Linked DNA regions of Monodelphis domestica: region 1 is linked to region 2. The links are chromatin contacts, called in public Hi-C maps. All regions are on one chromosome and are shown on one strand. The core of a region is the stretch at or near the end of the contact, and the rest is flanking DNA. Distances in the headings are between cores, read along the strand shown.

The links. Hi-C and Micro-C count contacts between places; a contact is called where the count stands out from the background.
Region 1: a contact with region 2 is called in a Hi-C map of spleen and liver, with 13 times the contacts expected there. The contact joins the enhancer-like site here to the promoter of WDR18 in region 2. A contact is called at or near these places in 2 of 2 Hi-C or Micro-C datasets (limb and spleen and liver).

Annotation. Positions count from the first base shown.
Region 1 is chr3:80,285,003-80,290,006 of mMonDom1.pri, reverse strand. It overlaps KISS1R (KISS1 receptor), which reads left to right. Exons shown (of 5, transcript XM_056822263.1): 5 at 2,084-3,770. The coding sequence ends at 2,491. Among named protein-coding and RNA genes, the nearest start is that of KISS1R, 8.8 kb to the left of the region's middle. Within about 2 kb of position 3,521, at least 1 of the 2 cell types and tissues checked has open chromatin away from gene starts, as enhancers often do. A contact at or near this core is called in limb, where this site is marked.
Region 2 is chr3:80,147,611-80,152,466 of mMonDom1.pri, reverse strand. It overlaps WDR18 (WD repeat domain 18), which reads left to right and starts at 1,547. Exons shown (of 10, transcript XM_007489385.3): 1 at 1,547-1,803. The coding sequence starts at 1,594.

The DNA.
Region 1 (5,004 bases), core at 2,272-4,771, 140 kb before region 2:
GTGCGCTCAGCCCTCCCTCCAGACCTCCAATGCGCTGGCCACATTGGGTGCTGGCAAGAATAGAGAATGAGGCAGGAGATGCAGTCCTGCCTTCCCTGAGCAGTGAGTCCCTCTCTCAGCTACAACAGGGATATTCATAAAGATTCAGAGCTAGAGGAGATCTGAGAAATCACTGAGTCCATCGGACCTCCAGACAGGGAAACTGAGGCCCAGAAGTGGCATAGTCAAGGTTAAGTAGGCAGTAAGAAGCAGAACTTGGACTGGTCCAAGTCTTCTGATTCCAAAGCATCTCCAAGTACCATTGCAGAGGAGATATGAACCGCCCCCTTGATAAGGTCATCTGCTTCCCAGTTCTTACAGGATCAGAGACCCAGAGCTAGAAGGAACTCGAGAGATGCCATTTTACAGATGAGGAAAGGGTGGTCCAGGGTCTTAAAGTCACAGAGTGTCAGAGGTTGTATTGGAACCTATCTCTTCCTTAGCCCAAGTCTAGTTCTTCATCTGCTAGGCCATGCTGTCTTTGAATAAAGGCTAGATGACTATTTATCAGGGAGATTGTAGAAGACATTTCTGTTCAGGAATGGGGCCTACGTGACCTCCGAGTTCCCTTCCAAGACTGAGATTCTGGGACCCTGGATGAGACACTGACCCCAGACCTTCTGAGAAGGAGTCGAATGGAGGAACAGCAAAGAATCACAGGATCTCGGAGTTGGAAGGGCCTTCAGAGGCAACCTAGTCCATCTAGGATGACAAACATCCTCTTGTAAAGGGGATCCCCTCAAAAACATCCCGCACAAATGCTCAGCCAGGTTCTTCTTGGAGGGTTCTAGAAATTGAGAACTCCTTCCCTCTTCAGCACATTCTACTTTTGGCCACCATTTATTATTAGAAAGTTTTGGAGTCTAGCCGGGAATGTACCCTTTTGCAACCCACACTCACTGGTCTTAATTCTCCCCTGTGGGCCAAATAGAACATGCCTAATCCCCACTCCACCCCACTGTCTTTCATACATGAAGACAGCAAGCTTGTCTCCCCAAGTCTTCTCCTCTCCAAGTTAAACATCTCTAGTTCCTACAATTGGTCTTTTATCCTTATATGGCAAGGTCTACACTCCTCTGGATGGAGGGAGTTAGGGGAAAAGAGGGGAAGATAGAAGAAGGAAGGAAGCACTGAATAGGAGTTCTGGATAACAGCCTTTGTGGCTTGTGTTTCTCTCCTGTCTTCTTCCTCTACCTCTCACTTCCTCCCTCTCTTCTTCTCTCCTTCCTTCCCATTTTCCTTTCTTTCTTCCATCCTCTCCTCCATTCTTCTATCATTCTCACTCTTTCCTTCCTTTGGCCCCTCCTTCCATCTTTCCTTCTCTCCTTCCCTCCATCCCCTGTATTCATCCCTTCTTGCCCTTCCTTCTATCTTCTTTATCCATCTCTCTTTTCTCATTATCATTCCTTTTTCCCATTTCTTCTTCCTTTTCCTTCCATTAATCCCTACTTCTATTCTTTCCTCCATCCTTCTTCCTTCCATGCATCTCCTCTACTCATGCCTCTCCAATCATCTTTCCATCTCTTCCATCCATTCTTCCATTCTTTTGGTTCCTTTATCCATCCTTATTCCTACCCCCTCTCCTATCTCAGTACATCACTTCTATTTCCTTCCTCTATCCCTCCTTCCTTCTGCCACATCGTTTATTCTTTTCTTGATTCATTCATCTCTCTTTCCATTCATCTACTCTATTATTCTTCCTTTTTGTCTCTCCTATCCCTCCTTCTAACTTCCCTTCCACTCCTCCTTATGTCCTTTATCTCTCCATCCTTCCACCATCTCCTTTATCCACCCTTCCCTTCTTTTATTTCTTGTATTCATTCTTCCCTCCCTCCTTCTGTCCCCTCAATCCATCCCTTCCTTTTTCCATTTCTTCTATCTTTTATTATTCCTTCCATCAATCTCCTGCACTCCCACTCCTTCCTCCTTTTATCCATTCCTTCTACCCTTCTATTCTTCCATCTATCTCCTCCATTGCTCCCTCCTTCCTATATCCTCTATATCCTCCCTTTCCTTATTTTCCCTTTTCCTCTCTTGGACCTAGGTACAGCTGCTGGCGGAACGTTCGGAAGCCATGCGGGCTAAGGTGTCCCGTTTGGTGGCTGCCATTGTGCTGCTCTTTGCTGTGTGCTGGGGCCCCATTCAGCTCTATATCCTCCTCCAGACCTTTAGTCCTGGCTTCCAACATGACTTTGCTGCCTATAAGGTGAAGATCTGGGCTCACTGCATGTCCTACAGCAACTCCTCCCTCAACCCTGTACTTTATGCCTTCCTAGGAGCCAACTTCCGCAAGGCTTTCCACAAGGTCTGTCCTTTGGCTGGGCGTGTGGGCAGTGCCAGCATCCCTAGTGCCAACCTCAACACAGAGCTTCATTTTGTGTCCTCCGGGCTGCCAGCTTCCCTCCGCCAGCCCCAGCCGGAGGGAGGGGTCCCAGCCCCAGTGGCCCAGTGAGACCCTATGGTTGATCCACTGGCATTGGCTGTTAGATAAGGGCAGCCTATCCTAGAACCATTCCCTCCCTCATTACATAGTCCTCAAGCTAGATTCTTTGTAAGGGCACAGAAAGGTAAGATTCTTGCCTGCAAAGAGCTCCCAGTCTGGAAATCGGAATAGGGCAGCCAAAACCCAGTGCCAGGGAGGTGGTTTAGATCCCGAACCCTAGAATTTCAGAGCTTGGAGGAGCCTTTGGATCCCCTTAACTCACCTCTGGCATGAGATTGGTCCTGATTCTCCCCCATTGCAAAAGCCCTCCCCTCTGTTCCCAAGAACTTGGTATGTATTTTGTATGTTGACTTGTCTGTGCTCATACTGCTTCCTGCTCCTTCCCAATAGAACAGAAATTCCTTGAAGGCAGATGATGCTTCCTTTTCTCCTCTTTGTGTCCCTAGAGCCTAGTGTAAGGCATCAGGCACAAAGTAGACACTTAATGCACGGAGAAAATGAATGCTATAGAAGGGGGAATGGGAGCGAGAAAGGAGGGAACTTATCCACAACCACACAAGAGTTAAGACACCTCCAGGACAAGAAACCAAGTCTCCAGGTTCCCAGTATATGGTTCTTTGTTTTCTCCTTTAAACCCTTACCTTCCATCTTAGAATCCATACTGTTTATGGGTTCTACGGCAGAAGAGTGGTAAGGGCTAGGCAATGGGGGTTAAGTGACTCTCCCAGGGTCACACAGCCAGGAAGTGTCTAGATCTGAACCTAGGACCTCCCCTCTCTAGGCCTGGCTCTCCATCCACAGAGCCCCCCAGCTGCCCCCCATGGTTCTTGTAGATACAAATGTTTGATCCAGCCACGCAACCCATCCCTCTCTCTTCTCCCTCAAAAGGGACCAAATCTTGAAGGAAGCAGGGATGCAGGCTCACATTCTGCCACTAGGTGTCACTGTTTGCCCACTGAAAATCTTCCCAAAGGCCAAGACAAGAGCCGCCTGCCTCAAGAACGGTAGAGAGGTGCTCCTCCCAGGTTCCCCTAGCTCAGCCCATCGGGAGCTCCCAGGGTGTACACGGGAGTTTGGACCCTCAGTCAGTTTCCGCGCAGGGGTCCTCCGCTCTTGTCGCGGTAGCCAGACTTCCATTTTCGTCTGCGTTGGACAGCTCCCTCGGTTCAAAGCCCTTATGCAGCACCGAGGATGGTGAGACCGCCAGACCCGCAAGGGCAGCCCGCTTCCCACTCGTCCCCTCAGCCCGTGTTTGTGAAATGAATAAACGAGTGTCGTGAGACCCTGGGCAAGTCACCTAACATTTCTGGGTCTCTGGCAGGAGGCTGCTAAGAGGCTTAGACCTCCTCGGAGGTTTACAGGATCCCGAGCTAGCCCGGACTTAGCACTGGCCTAGGAAAGGGACGGATGAAAGGAGATCATCTACGTAAAGTCACTTGCAACTGTTGCTCCCCGAGTCCATTGGCGAGCGGGAGGAAGGAGTTCCCCAGCCTGCCTTCTGCCTTTGCTCAGGCTTTTTGCTGAGCCCCGAGAGGCGGGGGATGGCTAACGGGCCAGCCGGGAGGAAGGGAGGGAGACGGACACAAGATAGGGGGAAAGATGCCGGACGGGGAAGAAGCTGAGCCGGGAGAGTGTAGAAAGGGTCCCCTTGCCCGCGCGGCTCCCCAGAAAGACAAGGGAAGGATGCACCAGCTAGCAGAGACCTTAGAAGAGAAAAGGCTAGCGCTGGGCTGGACTTCCAGAGGTGACTCGGCCTAATTTCTCCCCGGGGTCACCCCATTAGCTTTAGAGATGGACAGGGCCCTCAAAGATCACTGGATCCATCCTCGTCCTTTTATCAGCCAGGAAACTGAGGCAAGTCAGGAGACTTACCCAAGGCCACACAGCTAGCAAGCAGAAGATCTGGGATTTCAACTCGGGTCCATTGGGTACCAGCCTTGTGGAAGGTTATGATGTCCATTTTATGGATGAGGAAACCGAGGCCCAAACGGAAAACCATTTGCCTCAAGCCACTGAGCAAGTCAGTTGCAGGGCTGTCTGTGGGTCTCCCCATGGGCCACTCCACCCATATCAGTTTGCAGTCCTTTGGACTTTTGGCACCCTGCAAAGTGACAGGATCAGCTGTCGGGCTGTTTATAAATTCCCATCCCGGGACTCCCTCTCCCTGGGATGAAGTCAGTCTGTCCCCAGGCTATAAATAGAGAGGGTGCAGCCCTGTCCCCACCCTCTTCTATGGAGACAGCTGTGTATTTATATAGCATTGGTGGATGGCCCTGCTGCGGCTGTCCCCACCTTCCATCCCAGTCCAGAGAGGGAGCTGCCCCGACCTGGGATGGCACAGCCATTGTTTACATCCCAGCACCCAGGAGAAAGATCCCGTGGCTGGAGGTGGAGAGTCCTGGCTTCTAGTCTTTCCGCTGGCAGTGTGAAATGACTGCCAGCTGAGGGTGGGCCCCCCAGCATCCACACACCTACCCCGGTAAAACCCCAACGTTTGCACCAGACCGAACGATGATCAAGAC
Region 2 (4,856 bases), core at 298-2,797:
AATTCTTTCTCTCTATGTGGATAGCTTTCTTTCTCATAAGTTCCTTGGGATTGTATTGCTATTAGTAGCCAAGTTGATTACATTTGATCACCCCACAATGTTTCAGCTACTGTGTACAATGTTCTCCTGTTTCTGTTCATTTCACTCCACATCAGTTCATGGAGATCTCTCCAGGTCATATAGAAATCAGGCAGTTCATCATTCCTTATCGTATAATAGTATTCCATCACCATCATTTATGTGATACTAGTTAAAACTGCAAGCAGTAATAATCACAGCTAGCATTTATATAGTGCTTTAAATTCTTTAAATGCCCTATTCTTTTATCCTCACAATTCTGGGAGACAGGTGTTATTTTCATTTTATAGATAAGGAAACTGAAGCTGAGGTTAAGTGATTCCCCCAGTCTCATAGCTAACTAAACCTCAGAGATTAGATTTGAATCTTGGTCTTCCTGACTCCAGGTCCAGGAGCTCTAGCCACTGCTTTACAGTTTTCAGCCTTTAAATTCTTACCCTGTAACTCACATTTCTGTAGAGATTTACTTGTCTGATTGTATGAAGGGAAAGAGTATTTACTAGCTGTTGGGCCCTGTTCTAAGCCCTAGAGACACAACCACAAAAGTGAAGACAATTCCTGCCCTCAAAAAAATTAAAATTGTAATGGGAGAAGAAGACACAATTTCCAACTGCTTAAATCCATGATTGCATTTATAAAGTCAGATGTGGAGGACCCTGGGAACACAGAGAATATCAGAGCTGGAAGAGCCCGTTAGGGGCTTTTTGTCGTTGTTTTGTCAATTGTCTAAAGGATTGACAATGAACAAAGTAATGGAGAAAATGTTTAAAATGCAGATTAAATTTTAAAACGGTGCAGGAGACAGGACTGTTAAACTAGCTTTCTACTGTTTAAGAAACAATGTGGTAGGGGCAGCTGGATGGCTAGGTGGTTAGAGAGCCAGGCCTGGAGTGGGGAGGTCCTGGGTTCAAATATGGACTCAGACATTTCCTAGCTGTGTGACCCTGGGCAAGTTCCTTAACTCCCATTACTATTCTGCCTAGAACCCAATACACAGTACGGATTCTAAGACAGAAGGTAAAGGTTTTTTTAAAAAAAGAAACAACAAACATCTGGGCTGTGGGGAACTTTGAAACACAGAACCTTAGAATTGCACATTGGAAATTTGCTACATAAAGTTGTAAAGCCAGAAGTTTTGTCAAAGGGGTAGAGGGGCTCTGGTTTTCTAAACAACGATCCGACATATAACCAGGAATTGGAGCCGCAAGGGATCTTGGGAGCTACGTAGTCTAAACGCCTCATTCTACAGATAGGGAAACTAAGGCCCAGGGACGTGAGTGGACGCGTCAGCAGTCCTTGTACCTACAGCTAGAAAAGCCAGAGCCTTCCTCCCACGTGCACACACTCACAGAGTAGGGTAGGTCAGGCGCGAGGGAGTCAGAGTCGCCCGGTCCTCCGGCCCTGCAGAGGGCGCAGTGTCCTAACCCTCCCGCTAAGCAGAGAGGCGGAGTTAGTTTTCGGCTAATCGCCGCGCCGCGCGGGCAGGAGGGCGGAGCTAGCGTCCTGGAAGCAAAGATGGCGGCGCCCGTAGAAGTGGCGGTATGTACGGACTCGGCGGGCCAGCTGTGGAACTGCGCTGTGTGGGAGCTGCACTCCGGGACCAGCCTCCACACGTACCGGGGCGGGCAGACAGGGCCCCGTAGCCTCGCGTTGCTCAACGGCGAGCACCTACTGGCAGGACAGCTTGGCAAGAACTACATCTGCGCCTGGGAGCTGCAGCGGAAGGTTGGCGCAGGCGCGCGGAGAGGGAAGGCGCGAGAGCCGCCGTGGGGAGGAGAGGGGAAAGGAGAGGCCTGCGTTGAGCTGCGAAAGTTCGGTTTCGGCGGCCGCACTCGCGCTACTGCTCGGAAACGGTGGAGTGAGAGAGAGATTGGGGAGGAGAGGTGAAAGCTCTGCTGATGGGCTCCTAAGAGGGTGGGGAAGAGCGCGTGGACATTCGGCGGGGGAGGGGAGAGGGAAAGAGGAGAGGAGGGGCTGAGCCGATTCGAGGCTCCCATTGGTTGCGTTAATCCTCTCCTCCCCCGTGCGTGCCTCGCTCCCTCCGAACGTGCTCCTCCCCCTAATGTTTCACTATCCTTTTCTCCATCCGAAAGTCTCATCTCTTCTCTCCCTCAGCCCAATCACCCCCTCTTCCTCTTTCCCAAACTCCCTCCTTTCTTTTCCTTTTGAAGGAGCTGTGGAAAGCTTGGTGGCCAGCTTTGACTGCCTCCTCTCACCAGCTGGGAGACCTTGGATAAGTCATTTCCCCACCTCTGGCCCTCAGTTTCTAAACTCTGCGGAGGGCGTGCACCATTTGATCTCAGAGGCCCCTTCTGGGTTTCTAGTCTATCAAATATTCATTTATTTAAGCTCCAACTATGCTAACGACTGCACCCAATAAGCTTACCTTAAGCTGGAGGGCCCCCTTCCCCACGGTATAAAGAAAATATTGGGGCTAGAGGTAGAGAATTTTGACTGTAATTAATAACTATTGAGCACTTAGTATGCTCAAGGCTCTGGAGATACAAAAGGCAAAATGAGAAAAGTTTATGCCCTCAAAGAACTTACATTCTGCTGGAGGAGACAACTCAAGCAGAAAATACTGGGACTGGGTACAGAGAAACTGATTAATAAGTAACAACAGTTATTAAGCTTCTCTAATGTCTCAGGCACTGAGCTGTGTTGAGTTTACAAAGAAAAGCAAAAAACCAAACACTTGAGGAGCTCATATTGGAACAAGCATTTATTAACCACATACCTGGCATTGTGCTATGTATTTTGCAAATATCAGTTTATCCTTACAACCTGGTGAGGTAGGTGCTGTTTTTATCCCTGTTTTACAGTTGAACAAAATAGAGGTAAAAGAAGGTGACTTGCCCCGAGTCACCCAGTGCCTGAGGCTAGAATTAAATTCAAATAATTTAAATTTAAATCTTCCTGGCTACAGGCCCAGCACTATTCACCACTACACCTAACTGGGAGATGGGAAGGGCTAGGTTCAGAATATAAATGAGATGATGAATAGAAGGCAGGTACTAGAATTATTGGTAGGGAGAGCTCCTAGATAAGAAAACTCCTATCAATGCTATCATCATCTTCCCTGCAATTTTTATCTTTCAGGAACTATCTTTCTGTCTTAGAATCACTACTGTTTATTGGTTCCAAGACTGAAGAGCAGTAAGGGCTAGGCAGTGGAAGGTTAAGTGACTTGTCCAGGGTCCTATAGCTAAGAAGTGTCTGAGGCCAGATTACCTTGTCTATTCTTGTTAGAAGCAGGACTTAAATCCTAGTCTTACTGGCTCCAAGTTCATCTCTATCAGAGTCAAATAAGTCAGCATTTATTAAGCTCCTTCCATGTGCTAGGATAGAAAGATAAGCAAAAATATGATCCCTCTTTTCAAGGAGATCACAATGCTACAAGGGAAACAACATGAAAACATCTATGTACAAATAAGATACATAAATCTCTACTCCAGGGTCCCTCTCTTCTACACAATATACCCAAAGTAAAATGTTGTGGTTGAAGCACCAGTAACTGAGGGAATTGTCAGTGTTGACATGTGGATGGGGATGTGTGCATGTGCCAATAAAAACATACAAAGGGAAAGTGAACAGTCTGGGAAAGGTCTCCTGGAGGAGGACTCTTCCATGATTACCTGAGCTTTGAAGGCTTCTGGAGATCCTACCTCCTCCCCCTTACCAGAGACTAGAGCATACTCTGTCTCTTCTCCTTTCTACATCCAGAGGCAAAACAGCTCCTCATGCTTCTTACCATAGCTGGGAGTAGCTCCTTGGACAATATCTCTTCTCTCTACTCCCATGGGCATCATTTTAGTTTAGTATTTCGTTTGAGCCCCTGTGCTAATTGCTAGGCAAACGAAGACCAAAATAAAACCCTGAAATGAACTGTCCACACATTCTACTGGCATATAGTGTCTTTTTATATTATAATAAAACCTCATGTTCATCTCACTGCTTCTGGTTTCTCCCAGTCTTCTTCCCTCAAAATAATCTTTCTTTTGCACAAGTCTGACCTTCACAGACTACCCACACTATAAGATAACATACATATACCATAGCCTGTCTTTATCCTGCATGGCTGCTCCCTGCTCTTTTAGCCTTAGTTTATACTGCTTACCTTGACGCTTTTCATATACAAAGCCATCCATTGTATCCGAATTATAGCCCTTTTTCCTCTTAACTCCCCTTCTTAACTTTTCTCTCTAAATTTCTCTTAGGGCATTAAAAAAAAAATTGCTTCTTTGCCCCCATCATGAACCATTTTCTTGTGTTTGTGCCCTAGTGTCATTCCCCCCAACCCCAAGGGGATATAAACTCCTAGGGGATAGATTATATTATATTTGAAGTAAAAATATGAATACTGTATGTACTCTGTATTTTAATCACAAATGTGCCAGAAAGTTGTTAATTAACATTATCCTAAATTCAGGTATTATTATTTTTGGGAGAAAAATGCCCAGACTAGCAGAATCGCCTCAAGTCTTTGGACATCTCTCTCTCTCTAGGCAGTCTGAGACCTTATTTATAGGAATCTTGAACAAAGAAAAGGTCACATGTTCAATGCAGTTTGGGGTTAACCTTCTACTCTATTTAATAGAATAGTAGTCACTTAATTGGCTCTTAAAACCACTCCTTTCCTCCTTTGCTGCTTCTGACTTGGGTTCTGAGTGTTCTCCCTGTGTTTAATCCCCTTTATCCCTTCCGAATGGGAACAGAGGTTTTGCTTAAATGGTTGTAACCTTCATCTTTTCTGGGGTTAGGGAAGACTCAGATCTTAA